2 separate regions of the Zea mays genome follow, and region 2 is linked to region 1. The links are chromatin contacts, called in public Hi-C maps. All regions are on one chromosome and are shown on one strand. The core of a region is the stretch at or near the end of the contact, and the rest is flanking DNA. Distances in the headings are between cores, read along the strand shown.

Evidence for each region. A called contact is a pair of places that touch in the nucleus more often than the background predicts.
Region 2: a contact with region 1 is called in a Hi-C map of ear, with 4 times the contacts expected there. The contact joins the promoter of LOC100285912 here to the promoter of LOC100273299 in region 1. A contact is called at or near these places in 15 of 25 Hi-C or Micro-C datasets (bundle sheath, ear, endosperm and 6 more).

What each region holds. Positions count from the first base shown.
Region 1 is chr1:96,227,290-96,230,534 of Zm-B73-REFERENCE-NAM-5.0, forward strand. It overlaps LOC100273299, which reads left to right and starts at 1,798. Exons shown (of 1, transcript NM_001147740.1): 1 at 1,798-3,119. The coding sequence starts at 1,835. The coding sequence ends at 2,800.
Region 2 is chr1:96,446,035-96,449,279 of Zm-B73-REFERENCE-NAM-5.0, forward strand. It overlaps LOC100285912 (ICE-like protease p20 domain containing protein), which reads left to right and starts at 1,439. Exons shown (of 3, transcript NM_001158801.2): 1 at 1,439-2,547. The coding sequence starts at 1,616.

The DNA of each region.
Region 1 (3,245 bases), core at 548-3,047:
AGGTTGTAAGTAGGCTAAATGTTCATGTGAAGGAGAGAGAAGTGTGTTATAAACCTATATACAACTTAGATATAAGAACCAAAAAATTATAAGAGAGATAAGTAGGGTCACTATATTAATAATGAAAAGCTAACAATTATACACTTGGCCAAGGAGATAGGCCATTGAGAATATTAAGGCCTTGTTTGGTTCTCTTTTTTAAATTTTAGTCCATGTCACATGCTTAGATGTTAGTTAGAAATATTAAATACAATTTAATTATAAAACTGACTATACAGACGAGGACTAAACAACAAGACCAATCTATTAAAACTAATTAATGCATGATTCACTCATGTGATACTACCGTAAACATTTACTAATTATAGATTAGTTATGACAAAAAAATGTATCATTATTTAGTTTTTATCTATATAATTAATTTTATAAGTAGACTATTTTTAATACTCGTATTTGACTTCCAAATATTTGATGTAACATAGGCTACAGTTTAGTCCTTGAACAAACATCTCTTGACTTTTGGCCGCCCCGTCACGCGCACTTCCGCAAACTGAACAGCGCCCTGCGGCTGGATCTCGCGAATGAAAATACAATATATATACGAAGATTGTTTTTTATCGGAGAATTGTGCTTCTCTATATACCATTAGAGGTTGTTTACAAGTGACCCTTGGAGACAACCTTAGAGCAAGTATAATACGAGGTTGTAAGTAGGCTAAATGTTCATGTGAAGGAGAGAGAAGTGTGTTATAAACCTATATACAACTTAGCTATAAGAACCAAAAAATTATAAGAGAGATAAGTAGGGTTACTATATTAATAATGAAGAGCTAACAATTATACACTTTGCCCAGGAGATAGGCCATTGAGAATATTAAGGCCTTGTTTGGTGTTTTTAAATTTTAGTCCATGTCACATGCTTAAATGTTAGTTATAAATATTAAATACAATTTGATTATAAAACCGACTATACAGATAAAGACTAAACAACAAGACCAATCTATTAAAACTAATTAGTCCATAATTCACTCATGTGATACAACCGTAAATATTTACTAATTATAGATTAGTTATGACAAAAAAATTGCATTATTTAGTTTTTATCTATATAATTAATTTTATAAGTAGACTATTTTTAATACTCGTATTTGACTTCCAAATATTTGATGTAACATAGGCTACAGTTTAGTCCTTGAACAAACATCTCTTGACTTTTGGCCGCCCCGTCACGCACTTCCGCAAACTGAACAGCGCCCTGCGGCTGGATCTCGCGAATGAAAATATCAGGTCTAGGCCGCGCGGAACCGAGGAGGAAAAAGGCAGGGCGGCCGCCACTCGCCACCCACCCAACCGCTGAATTATCCATCCCCATCCAAGTTCCCACACGCCCCACGGGCACAACACGGCCAGGCCGCGCGGCTGCGGAGCAGCGGAGGCGGGCGCTCGCGCGCCGCGCCCACCACGGCACGGGCTCCGCTGGGTGCGGCGCCGTACTCCCGTGGCCTCGTGCCGTTTCAATCGCGCCTCCTTTCCTCATAGGCTCGTGCCCTCAGGCCAGGCCTCGTCCATCGGCCGCGAGTACGCGGCTCTGCGACAAACCCCGCAAAACCACCGCACCGCTCCGCCCGCCCACGCGGCCGCACCGGTGGGCGATGCCCTCCGTAGCCGGTCATTTCACCGCGGGCGCGGCCCATGCCCGCGGCCCACCACCGCACCGCCTCGCCTCCTGCTCCTTATATGACCGGTTCCCCACCTCCGCCTCCGTTCCCCATCTCCACCACCACCACCACCACCAAACCCTAGCCGCCTCCCTTCGCCGCCGCAGCTGATCGGCCATGTCTTCCTCGACCTCCGATGCGGCCAGGGACGACGTCGTCTCATCTCCCGACCTGCCCCCCCTGTCCGCGCACGTCGCCGCGGCGGCTGCTGCGGCCGCGGCAGCGGCCTCCTCGGGGGGAGGAATAGGGCTCGGGGGCGGGGGCTCCGGCCGGAGGCTGCCGCCGCCGTGCTGGACGCACGAGGAGACCCTCGCGCTCATCGAGGCGTACCGCGACAGGTGGGAGGCGCTGAGGAAGGGCAACCTGCGCGCGGCTGACTGGGACGACGTGGCCAACGCCGTCACCGCTCGCTGCGGTCGGTTCCCCACCGCCACGCATAAGTCCGGCGTGCAGTGCCGCCACAAGATCGAGAAGCTTCGAAAGCGATACCGCGCTGAGCGGTCGCGATCCGCGGGGCGGTCCAAGGGGCCCAAGTGGCCGTTCTTCCCGCTCCTCCACGACCTCGCCGGCGGCGGCGTGCCGGACCCTAGCCCTAACGCCATCGTCAAGATCAAGACCAAGGGCCCTGCCCCGCCGGCATCCCCGCCTTCCCCTGTGTCCTCCCCTTCCTCCTCCGAGGAGGCTGTGCGGAGCAGGAGCCTGCACGGGCTCATCTCCAACGGCGGGGCCGGGAGCGGGCTGCGCTTCACCATCCCTAAGGCCTGCCGCACGAAGCCCGCCGCGGCGGCAGCTGTGAAGCCGGAGAGGAGCGGCGGCGAGGACGACGCCGAGTCAGAGGCGATGGCCGAGGTGGCTGCCGCACTGCGGTCCGTCGGGGAGGGGTTCCTTCGTATGGAGGAGCGCAGGCTCGAGCTGTCGCTTCAGATGGAGAAGGAACGAATGGAGTCAGAGATGAAGCGCACCCAGACGATGCTCGACGCCCAACAGCTCTTCCTCGAGGCCTTCCTGGGTAAGCAGCAGCAGCAGCAGCAGCACAAGAAGGCCAGGGTCTCCCCTTCCTCTGCCGCAATGGAAGAGGACTGATCAATCCATGTAGCCCGGTTGCTCTAGTTCTGCTCTGTCAACCTTGTGTGCATCCTTCCTCGCTCTGCGTTGACTGCTGTTCATGCTAGTATTGTTAACTTTGTGTCAGTAGCAATATAATCTTACTATTGTGTATGGATGGTGATGTAGGTGTAGGGATATGGATATGGATAAGGGGGGAAGGGCGAGGTTTGAATTAGAAATTAGGTGGTCTCAGTTTTAATCAGTGAACGACTTGTGTTATGAGCTTATGATGAGCTGCTGCTGTTACGTTGAAACACTTCAGCTTGTTCAAATGGCATCTACTCGTTGTCAATTTTATTGTTGAGTTTGATCGCTTCGCTAGACTCTTGTTATGACCGTCCAATTGCTAGATTAGTTTAACGCTGCATTCGAGGTATTCGGTGAGCAAGCATATGGAATCTCTATATTTCACTGAGGTTCA
Region 2 (3,245 bases), core at 189-2,688, 220 kb after region 1:
CCAAGTAAGTTATAAAAAAGGGGTCAGACTACTTTTCAACTCATACCCTTCCGATCTTTTGCCTAATCCTTTAAAGCACCAATTTTGTGCGGCGAACCATGTAAGTGTGCTTTTCTCCTCCGCTTCTCACTTACTAATGGACCGTTACACCATAAACGAGCCATGAGAAACTATATAAACCCAACACGACAGAAAATCTCACGCAACACAACATTCCCTTACAGTACAACTTCGATAGCTAATGGAGAACAAGCAACGAAGTAAGTTATAAAAAAGAATCGGACTACTTTTTCAATGTATAATTAAATAAATTATTAAATATATTTTTGCAATGAATTTATTTGAAAATGACAATATCACTAATGGTTTTTAAAACCTTGTCAAATTTTGAAAAGATCTGATTAGTATGTTTGCTAGAGACCAGTGTTGGGATGGATGTAACGAGTTAAATGAAAAAGGCAGCTCGGCGAAACTAAATAGAGCGTCAACTACTAGTGCAAGGCCAAATATGACATCTGTTAGTTGTTGCTAGCGAAGAGCGAGTAACGTAGCAGTTTCTGTGATCTGTCATGCAAATTTCTTTAACCATTGATATCCATATGGTTGATGAGTGATCGATGGTTCTATTCACTGTCGATTCGGTCAACAGGACATCACGCCTTTACACTTCAGGGTTACAAGGCCAAAATAGCCTTTTAATACCCATACAACCAAACAAGCCTTAAGTATAGCACATTTTATTTTGGACAATGGATAAATCAGACATCACTTAACTTATCACATATATAATTTAAATATGCACGAGAAATATATTTTTAAATTATATATGTGTGCTAAATTAAGTGTTGTCTGATTTTTCACTGTTCAAAATACATATAGTGATACTATCTAAGCGCTGCTAGCATGGAAGAAATATCTCTATATTTTCTAGGTTATGCCTCTACTAATAACAAGAACATAATTAGCATTTTCTCCTAACTGAATTCATACATTAATAGTACATAAGAAAAACAAAAATGCAATTCGTTGTCAATAAAAGAAAGTTCTAATTTCCAATGGCATACAATAAATTTCAATGGCATTAAACAGTTTTCTCAAATAGAAATGTCTCCATTGCGCATTTTGGCCAAAAATCACAAGACACATGATTGTGTTGCTCTCAATTATTATTCAGATTAGTAGAACATGCCTATTATTCAAGATTAGCACAACATGTACATAGCTAGAACTAGTACAGTTAAAAGAAAATTTCCGTCGAGGATATTTAACTAATGTAGTAATTACTTTTGAGTTTTTTTACATAGAAGCAGAAATCACATGTAGTAGTTAGTAACTCAGTGAAGTAGAGGGAAGATATTTGTATCAATAAAGTTTGATATGCCCAAACAAGAAATGAAGAATTAAATAAAATATAAACGAATACAGCGAGAAGAGAGGGCAGACGACCCGTAAAAATCGATGCAGGAAAAAGGGAGCGAAAAAGCGTAAGGCGGCCGCCTTCGCCATTTCTCCGCTCCTCCGCCTCGCCTCGCCTCGCCCATCGTTCCATGTCTTTCTCCTCCGGCGGTCACCACCCCTCCCGGCCGGACCAACCCCGGATCCCATTTCCAGTTAGATGCTTCCCCTTCACCACCACCCCGCCGCCGCGCCGGAGTCGGCGGCCCCGGCGACAGACCCTCCGCCCCCGCCGGTCCTCGATCCGTCCTCCCTCCGCATCCACATCCCGTCAAGCCCGCACCACGCACTGCCCTCCACCCCGCACAAGCGCCCCGTCGTCATGACCTCGTCGTCCTCCTCGTCCACCCCCACCCGCCCCTCACCGTTGCCCTTCACCCCGCCTCGGAGGCGCAAGGTCCCCGCGCCCGCTGCTCCCGCGGGGACAGCGGCGGCCAGGCATCTCCTTCGCTGCCTGCACCTCCGCCTGCGTGTCCTCCTCCTCATCTCGCTTCCCTCCCTCTACTTTCTCTCCCCGACCCCTGCCATTTTTCCGCGCTCCCTCCTCGCCGACTTCCTTTCCGCGGCGGCCTTCTCCTGCGCGCTCCTCCTTCTCCTCTGCCTCTCCCTGCCGCGGCTTCCCTTCGCGCTGACGCTGCCGCTCCCCCTCCGCCGCGCGCGCCGATCCCCCATCCTTTGGTCCATCGGTTCCTCGCCATCCGCATCTGCGACCACCCCCACAACCGGCCATTTCGTCCAGGTTTATAGCAACGGTGACGTCTACGAGGGCCAGTTCCACCGCGGCCGCTGCACTGGCAGCGGCGTCTACTACTACTACATGAGCGGGAGGTACGAGGGAGATTGGGTCGACGGCAAGTACAGCGGCTTCGGCGTCGAGACATGGGCCAGAGGTAGCCGGTACCGGGGCCAGTACCGGCAGGGACTCAGGCATGGCTACGGCGTGTACAGGTTCTACACTGGGGATGTGTATGCCGGGGAGTGGTCAAACGGCCAGAGCCATGGGTATGGTGTGCACACCTGTGAGGACGGTAGCCGGTATATAGGGGAGTTTAAGAGGGGCGTCAAGCATGGTCTCGGCCACTACCATTTCAGGTGTGAAACTGAAATCTGCATTTCCTATTGTACTCACGATTTTGTGATTGTTGTGAAGTTGAGTTATGTGCAACTTACTGCTGTGCTAATAAATGATAATTTTGCCATATTAGTCGTTGCCGAATAGTGTTAGTTTGCTGCTTTGAATTAGGCTGATGCATTTGGTGATATATATGATTGCTCAATTAAATTGTGTGATACCATAGCTATTTTTGGCACTTTACGTCCTGATCCTTTAACATTTGCACATTCTGTGGCCTGTGGAAGGCGGAATATGTGTATCCATTCTAAACAGATCTCTAGTTTAGTTATTTATATTGTGATATAGCCCACAAGCTGTTATTAATGTTGTGATATTAGACTATGTGCTATCACTTCCTTCCAAACTATGGATAACTTTGGCTTTGTTCTAAGTTAAACTTCTCTAACTTTGACCGAGTTTTTAGAAAAATATATTAGCATGTACAAGTTCAAATAAATGCACTATTACATATTTCATGAAGAACTTAGGTGCTGTTTGGTTCAAGAAATGTAACACAAATGGTAATGGTAATGGTTTACACTCGATTACTGGCGGTAACAAATTTGAATAGGCTGGTATCAAATTTTAGTGTGGTATCTGATTACGGTTGGACTAAAACAAACATGATTTAACGTTATCAGTTACCCATTACGTTACAAATATGTGAACCAAACGA